3 separate regions of the Mus musculus genome follow, and all the other regions are linked to region 1. Evidence: chromatin contacts called from public HiChIP or PLAC-seq data. All regions are on one chromosome and are shown on one strand. The core of a region is the stretch at or near the end of the contact, and the rest is flanking DNA. Distances in the headings are between cores, read along the strand shown.

Region 1 (2,959 bases), core at 273-2,772:
GTCCACCTCCAGTAGATAGACAGGGCCTCAAGTAGAGGGACAAGGTTACCAACCTACAGTCAAATCTCTGACCCAGAATTGTTCCTGTCTAAAAGAAATGCAGGAACAAAAATAGAGAAGAGACTCAAGGAAAGGCAGTCCAGTGACTGGCCTAACTTGGGATCCATCTCTTGGGGTTGGGGGAGCACCAAGGCCTGACACTATTACTGATGCTATGGTGTGCTTACAGATAGGAGCCTAGCATGTCAGTCCTCTGAGGGTCCCTAGCAGCAGCCGGCTGAGACTGACGGAGACACTTACATCCAAGCATTGGACTGAAGTCAGAGACACCTGTGGTTGAATTAGGGGAAGGATTGAAGAAGCTGAAGGGGAGGGTGCCTTCATAGGAAGACCAGCAGTCTCAACTAAGCAAGACTCCAGGGAGCTCCCAGAGACAGAGCCACCAATCAGACAACATACAGGACTGGTCTGAGGATCCTGACACATGTATAGGAGAGTACTCTTGGTCTGACCTCAGTGGGAGAAGAGGTGTTTAAGCCTCAAGAGACTTGAGGGATTAGGGAAAGGGGAGGCCTGAAAGGCCACCCTCTCAGAGGCAAGGGGGAGGAGGAATAGAATGAGTAACTGTGGGAGGAGGGACCAGGAGTGGGTAATGGCTGGAATGTAAAAAATAAAATAATTTAAAAAGTCATTCTCTTATCAAGTATATGAACATGTGTATGTGCGTGTGTGCCTGTGTGTGTGTACACAATATGTCATTATTAAATGCTAGTTTAAACTGTTTTCTCCCTTCCTTTTACTTTTGTTATAATTCCTTTAACAATGTATTTTTAGAAAACATAAATTAAGAATTTATGCTTGCTTTCTTTTATAAATTGTTCTGTTCTATCTCATTTTTATATTGTTCTTTTTATTATTTTCTCCTTTTGTCCCCACAATTCAGATAAAGCTCTGAATGAGTTTCAGGTTTATAATTTTCTATTGAAGTTACCTTAAGAAAATCTCTCTCTCTCTCTCTCTCTCTCTCTCTCTCTCTCTCTCTCTCTCTCTCTCTCTCTCTCTCTCTCTCTCTCTGTGTGTGTGTGTGTGTTGTGTCTTTTGGTGTATGCATATGTATATGTGTGGAGGGATGTCCTGTCTGGCTCAAATTTTCTCCACTTTTTTTTTTTACACTGAACCTAGAGCTCATTAATTGTACTGTATTAGCTATCTAGCAAACCACAAGTATAGTCCATTCTCTTTTGATCCAGTGCTTGAATTATAAATATGTGCTGCCATTTCTGGCATAGCTTTCAGGTCTATATAGAAGAAACAATAATGTTCTCTTTCATCTTTCTTTCTTTCTTTCTTTCTTTCTTTCTTTCTTTCTTTCTTTCTTTCTTTCTTTCTTTCTTTCTTTCTTTCTGTGATAAGACAGGAAGAAGTTGGTTTGCAAGTGGCACTAGTCCCACTCAGTACTGTGAGGGTTTTTCTAAATAAGTTATTTGGGGAAGGAAGAGCTGTACTGAGAATGAATTCAACCATGGTATTTATGTCTGTTTCCTGACAGTAGATGGGGTGAGTGCCACGACTCATGGAGCCCTGAACTGAGAGCTAAGGTAGCTGCTTTCATCACTTAAGTTCCTTTTGTTATTATTGTTTTTTTAGTCAAAAATGAAAATGTTACCAATAGGAAAAGCCACAATATTGATACCTCAATCTCAATTTTCCAATCTCCAGGACTTTTTTTTTGTTTTTTCGGTTTATTCCAACATCTATGATAATCTATTGTAGGCACTGATGCTGATTAACTCAACTATAATTTAAAATTTCCATTTATGTGGTTTTTAGAAAAATAGTTCTCTTATATTTTCATCTTTCTAAACAAAATATATACTTTATTGATCTTCTACATAGGTAACAATCTAACCAACTAGTCAAAAATAATCATTACAAAAATCATTTGAAATCATTTTTGTCTTAAAATGTTTAAATCTACCAGTTTATAAGGTGAGGCTTACGTTTCTAAATTAATTCCCTATTATTCTGTTTTAGAAAGTATATAATATACTTCATGCCTGTTTCAGGGAACAATTAAGCTAAATTGATTAGTTGTTTTATTTGCTTTGAAGGCTTCTGGGTCTGTTGAACAGTGAACTGTTCCTACTTTAAAGCCTTCCACTTTTATAACTGCCTATGACAGAGTCACTATATCTTGCCACTGATTCAACACAGTCAAAAAATCATGCCCACACTCTAATATGTTTTCTTTCCCACTTGATTTATGAACTTGGCCTTTATGTTTTGAGAGCTGGAGATTCAATGCAGACTTGAGACATAAGTGATGATATTGTCTGTTATTCTCTTTCTTCTCCAAAGAGACAGATCAAACAATGATTAGAAGCAAGAACTCTGTGACAGGAAAGATAAAAGAGGAAGCCTCACTGGAAATACACTCAAAAGTTCAAGAATTCATTCTCTTATTTCCTACCAATGTGTTCTTTATTTGAGGTTTTTAAGTGTATTAACTGAGATATTTATCTTGTATAAGTTAATGCTTTTTCCCCAATTTTATTATATTTCTAAGTAGACTATTCGTTAAAATCAAGAATCCAGTCTCATAGAATAAAACAGCTATAAAGAGGAGCGATAAAACTGTTTTATGAGTATTTTGGCCTAATGTTAGGATAAATACTTTTTTTTAATCATTCCCGTTGTACCTCAAAGTCATAGCAAACTACCCATCATTTTTAAACTTCACATATGAAAAAAATAAAGCTTTGTCAATAAGCTAAGTAGATTTTATAGGATATCACTAATAACATTTGGCATTACAGAAATAGATGGGGAAAAACAAAGGGGGAAGACTCCCCTCAATTTCTGTATCTTTTTAAAAATAGCACATTGTTTGTTTAGTGTACAATTCAGCACTCAGGACAGCTCCCACAAGCCAGGAAACCCTGAACTGAATGAAGTTTTG
Region 2 (2,959 bases), core at 129-2,628, 480 kb after region 1:
TTTGGGAGCTTGAGAGGATCTGGTTTGCTGATATTGTTGTTCATATATATTGTTTAAGGTTTTCCTTGCTTATTTGCTGTAAAAAGGTAATTAGTTGAGTGATTTCTTCAGTATGAAAAAAAACTGCACAAATATGCCATATTGTATTGAGTAAAGACTATTCTACTTTATATCGAAAGATAACAAGAAATAGCAATGACTGTATACAGCAAGGCTGTAACATGAGCAACAAGAATGTAATTAGTTAAGCATAAATTGAAGGCTCATGAGGGCTGTAGTTGGGTAGGTCCTTGATGTACATGTGAAAATATATGATATATACTTTCAGGAAAAATTACAAAATATATCACATAGACATATATTTATAAATGTTCATGGTAAGGTTTGTCAACATCAAAAGCATTTAATAAGCACCTACTATAAGAATCATTTTGGGTGTCTTATCTATATTTATGCATAAATCTCAAGCAAAAATAATATATTTTAAGGAAGAATAAAGTGTCCACACATTGGTCTTCCTTTTTCTTGATTTTCTTGTGTTTTGCAAATTGTATCTTGGGTATTCTAAGTTTCTGGGCTATTATCCACTTATCAGTGAGTGTATATCTACTGATTTCTTTAGTTACAGAGACAAAATTTGGAGATAAGACGAAAGGATGGATCATCCCGACACTACGCCACCTAGGGATCCATCGCATAATCAGCCACCAAACCTAGACACTATTACATATGCCAGCAAGATTTGGCTGAAAGGACCCTGATATAGCTGTCTCATGTGAGGCTATGCCAGTGCCTAGTAAATACAGAAGTGGATGCTCACAGTCATCTATAGGATGGAACACAGGGCCCCCAGTGGAGGAGCTAGAGAAAGTACCCAAGGAGCTGAAGAGGTCTGCAACCCTGTAGGTGGATCAACAATATGAACTAACCAGTACCCCCAGAGCTCGTGTCTCTAGCTGCATATGTAGCAGAAGATGGCCTAGTTGGCCATCATTGGAAAGAGAGACCCTAGGTCTTGCAAACTTCATACACCCCAGTACAGGGGAATGCCAGGACCAAGAAGTGGGAGAGGGTGGGTAGGGGAACAGGGTGGGGGAAAGGTATAGGGAACTTTAGGGATAGCATTTGAAATGTAACTAAAGAAAACATCTAATAAAAAATAATATATTTTATCTTCATGGTATACAATAAGAAAAAAGAAGGCCGATCCAGAGACTGCCCCACCTAGGGATCCATCCCATCGTCAGGTACTAACCCCAAACACTATTGCTGATGCCAAGAAGCACTTGCTGACAGGAGCCTGGTATAAGAGTCCCCCAAGAGGCTCTGCTAGATACTGACCAATACATGTGCAGATGCACTCAGCCAACCATGGGACTGAGCATGGGGATCTCAGAGGAAGAGTTAGGGGAAGGACTGAAGGAGCTGAAGGGAATTGCAACCCCATAGAGAGAACAATAAGATCCAATAATTGCCGCAGTCGGCCGACCTGAGGGTCACCGGGGTCTGCGGGGGGACCCTCTGAAAAGTGAAGGATAAGTGACGAGCGGAGACGGGATGGCGAACAGACACAAACACACGAGAGGTGAATGTTAGGACTGTTGCAAGTTTACTCAAAAAATCAGCACTCTTTTATATCATGGTTTACATAAGCATTTACATAAGACTTGGATAGATGTCAACAGAACATAGAAGGTTAGAACACTCAGAGCTTAGATCAAAACATTTGATACCAAACCAAGTCAGGAAACCACTTGTCTCACATCCTTGTTTTAAGAACAGTTTGTGACCATGAACTTACTTAAACCTTGGGAACCGCAAGGTTGGGCCCATAAAGATTATCCATTATAACTCATGCCAAAAGTATCTGCAGAAATATGTTCTAATAGTCTAGCCACTGCCCCCTCCTTGGTATAATGAAAAATCTTCCCCCAAACGTTCATTCCTGTTCCTAGATAAATATAATCATGTACCTGTTGTTTCATGTCGTCTTTTTCTTCCTGAGTTAACACACACCAAGGAGGTCTAGCTCTGGCGAGTCTTTCACGAAAGGGGAGGGATCTGTATAACACTTTATAGCCATTGACTGTGACCCACCTATTAAAATTTAAGTCATATCTTCCTGTATATGGTAACGGGGCATCTGTTGGTCTGTAGATGTAAGGTCCCCTATAAGTCCCTGGTTGCCACCACCTGTCTCCTATTTTGACAAACACACTCCTTTTTCCTTTTTTTACTTCTAGGCCTGTGGCCGATAGTCCTTGCACCTGTTCTTTGACTGCGGTTGAGCGTCTCTTTCTATTTTCTATTCCCATTTCTAACCTTTGAATTTGAGTAAAAATAGTACTAAAAGGTAACGATTCATTTCTTAACATAGTGATTAATAATCGACCTATTGGATTGGTCTTATTGGTAAAAATATAATTTTTAGCAAGCATTCTTATTTCTATTTCTGAAGGATAAAATCGGTGTGGCTTGTAAGAGGAAGTTGGCTGTGGTCCTTGCCCCAGGAGGAAGGTCGAGTTCTCCGAATTGTTTAGATTGTAATCTTGCACAGAAGAGCTATTAAAAGAGTCAAGGGTGAGAGCCCTGCGAGCACGAACCGCAACTTCCCCCAATAGCCCCAGGCAAAGCAGAGCTATGCCAAGTTTGCAGCAGAGAATGAGTATGTCTTTGTCTGATGGGCTCATCCGCGTGCACGCAGACGGGTCGTCCTTGGTGGGAAACAACCCCTTGGCTGCTTCTCTCCTAAGTGTAGGACACTCTCGGGAGTTCAACCATTTCTGCTGCAGGCGCGGCATTTCCCCCTTTTTTCTTTTTTAAAAGAAGCACGTTAAGATCTGACTGCACCTGGTCAAGGCTCTTCGCAAAGCACTGGAAGACAATGGGGAAAATCATAAGTACTATGACCAAAAGCAGGGCTCCAACTCCTATAAAAATGAAATATTGTGTCCAATCC
Region 3 (2,959 bases), core at 168-2,667, 420 kb after region 1:
GTGAATTTCTGAGTTCGAGACCACCCTGGTCTACAGAGTGAGTTCCAGGACAGCCAGGGCTATACAGAGAAACCCTGTCTCAAACCCCCTCCCCAAAAAAACCCAAAAAAAACAAAAGGTTATTTGATAAGACTGTGGAAATATAAACTACATCTTATGCATTTTATTTATTTATTTATTTATTTATTTATTTATTTATTTATTTATTAGATTTAGGGCAGACTCTAAGTAGGATTTTGAATATTTGAATAATTTCACCAATAATGGATGCTTTAGGGACCAAGGAGATGGTTCGGTGGGTTAAACTCTTAGTCCAAACCCTTGAGGACCCAAATTTAGCTTTCCACCATTCACTTATAAAGATGAGAATGTATCTGTAAGCCTATTGCTGAGAGGAGAAAAAGGAAGTTCCAGATGGAACGTTCTAGGCACTTCCTTGGCAGATACTCAGCAGCCACTTTCCTTCAGGTTCAGTGAGAGGCAGTGTTTCAGCATTAGGTAGATATTGACAGACGTAGACAGTTTCCAGGGACATAGAGACACCCACCAAAGAGACAATGGAGCTCTCAGTGGTTAGAGATACATCTAACTTAATATCTTAAAACAATTATTAACATGAATGTTTCTATGCATTAAGATGAGTTTGAGTTACACAAGAATTACAAACCAAGAGAGAAAATTACTAGATTATCTTAAGAATGTTAACTATTGCTCTGGTTTTCTTAAGGGGAAACTAGCCATATCTTGTGGTTCAGGTTTATAATCTAAATATTTGAGAAGCTGAAACAGAAAATGCTGATAGTAAAGGCTAGTCTAGTCCACAGGGAAATCCAGATTATCCAGGACTACTTAATAATATCCTTTATCAAACAACAACATAAAAATCAAGGACATAAAAACAACATAAAAATCAAGGGGTGGAGGCTATGTTAGGTACAGCTCAGCTATAAAAGACTTGACTATTGCTCCCAAGTGCCTGGGTTCAATTTCCTGCCCTGTAGGGCAGTATGAGGAACTAACTATGGAAATAGATTCAATGATGACAAAAACCACATATTCAGAGTCTCTCTATGAACTGCTGTATGTCTGAAGACTACTTTGTTCGAAGGTGATGGAAATTATCATGCATGGGGAGATGCTATTGAACACAGTGTCGGCACAGATAGAGGTTCACTCTTACCTGACGTCAGAATGACTGGAAGTTAAATGAGAAGGGATGATGTTAACAGGTTGGAGGAACATTGTGACTGAAGCATTTTCAGACTATACGATTTCTCACAATCTTATCAGTGGACACACACATGCACACACACACACACGCGCACACACACAGACACACACACACACACACACAGGAAAGATGGAACATAAATCATGCAAACAACCGTCCTTGCTTCTTTCAGCATTCAGCTGACGCCTCAGCGGAAGAGGGGTCAGGATACTGAGGCAGAGTAAGAGGGTTCAGAGGTTTCTAACCACAGACCCTTTCTTTGCTCCCCAGTGACTGTGGGGATGAGCTAACAGCACTTCTTTCCGACACAAATAGAGATTAAAAAATAGAGTCCTAGTTCATGACCATGTCCTATATATAATTTCATGCAAAATGCTCTTGAGTCTCTTTTCAGCACTGTTTTATGTGCATGGGAACTGCATAAAAATACAAATTATAAAAATTGTTAAGGTAAATTCCAGCTCTAAGGAAGGTTATGTATGTATGGACCATCCCTCTGGTTATTTGAAAATCTCCTTTGGTATAAAATGCTTGCCTATGTGGTCTCTGAAGTTCATTTAAATTTATGGACCCTCCACTACTTTCAGTTTCAGTTGCAAAATCTTTAATAAAATGAGTTGCCAAAACTTTACGTGATTAAAAAGGAAGTCCTTCCAAGTTGAAATTTTACAAAGCACATCTTATAGGTGATGATATATTAAATAAAAGGTTACTTTAATAATAATTTTTTTGCCAGCACAGCGTCACTGCCATATAAATGGTTCCTATTCAATTACCTGCTCACATTTTTCATCTTCACTGATTTTGCAATGATCAGAATATTTCTCTTAAACATTAATCCATCAGAATGCTTTTTTTTTTTTCATTAGGAGATGAAGTTTCCTATCCAGAATATTGTCAGGGAAGATGGTGACATTTGCTATTGTTCTTTTACTAGACTGCTACTCCTGAGGATTTACTATTATTATTATTATTATAATTATTCCTGTAACTTCCCCTTATTCAGAAAATATACTGGTTTCACTCTGCAGAAGAGAAAACTGAAATCTCCAAGAATCAGTTTCCTCTCATATCTAATCCTTTAAGGATTCTTTTCTCCCAACCCCCAGTCCCTCGCAGATTTCTTTAATTAATCACCTGCCTGTTGATTAATTACTTAAGGCATCTTGTCAGACAAATGCTCATTTAAAGTAGAGGCAAGTTAAAGAAAATATAGCAAAAGAAAACAGAAGAAAGAGTCCTGTTGTGAGAGGCATCTGAACATCAAAGGAGAAAGTATCAAAACTCCTATAAGGTTGATGGCTAATAAAAAATAAACAGAATCCCCTTCAAAGGCTAAACTCCTCATAGGACATCTCTGATACTCACTAGGCAGTGGGCAGAGAATATGGTTCCTTTGATTCACCATTCATCTCTGCTTTTACCTTACTTCATTACGTTAACCAAGTATTTGGATGACATAGAATTAACTATGCTAGGATCATACATAAAGGTTTATAAAAACAATTATTTTTAAACAATGCCAACAAAGTGTAATTCTGGATAATAAATGTATCCCCTACCCCAGTTTGAAGTGAAGGTAAATAAGAAATTTCTCTCTCCTTAAAACCATTACTTTCTGTTTTCTGTAGACCTTGTATTTATGTAATCAATGTTTAATGTCTTATAGAAGGGTCATATTTTCCAACATTCTGATAAAATGTGAAGGTGTTTGAAGTAGGGGTGAAA

What was found. HiChIP or PLAC-seq counts read pairs in DNA pulled down with a chosen protein or histone mark.
Region 2: a RAD21 HiChIP or PLAC-seq map of pro-B cells shows a contact between it and region 1, with 17 times the contacts expected there. The contact joins two enhancer-like sites. A contact is called at or near these places in 1 of 15 datasets of contacts at CTCF or cohesin (pro-B cells) and 1 of 115 datasets of contacts at active chromatin or transcription factors (large pre-B cells).
Region 3: a contact with region 1 is called in a RAD21 HiChIP or PLAC-seq map of pro-B cells, with 6 times the contacts expected there. The contact joins two enhancer-like sites.

The regions. Positions count from the first base shown.
Region 1 is chr12:92,402,784-92,405,742 of GRCm38.p6, forward strand. No RefSeq gene overlaps it. Among named protein-coding and RNA genes, the nearest start is that of Gm40548, 400 kb to the left of the region's middle. Within about 2 kb of position 1,523, at least 2 of the 459 cell types and tissues checked have an H3K27ac peak or open chromatin away from gene starts, as enhancers often do. A contact at or near this core is called in pro-B cells, where this site is marked.
Region 2 is chr12:92,881,068-92,884,026 of GRCm38.p6, forward strand. Gm40892 reads right to left here. Exons shown (of 4, transcript XM_030247051.1): 4 at 2,651-2,959. Among named protein-coding and RNA genes, the nearest start is that of Gm40892, 12 kb to the right of the region's middle. Within about 2 kb of position 1,379, at least 18 of the 459 cell types and tissues checked have an H3K27ac peak or open chromatin away from gene starts, as enhancers often do. A contact at or near this core is called in pro-B cells, where this site is marked.
Region 3 is chr12:92,822,159-92,825,117 of GRCm38.p6, forward strand. No RefSeq gene overlaps it. Among named protein-coding and RNA genes, the nearest start is that of Gm40892, 71 kb to the right of the region's middle. Within about 2 kb of position 1,418, at least 30 of the 459 cell types and tissues checked have an H3K27ac peak or open chromatin away from gene starts, as enhancers often do. A contact at or near this core is called in pro-B cells, where this site is marked.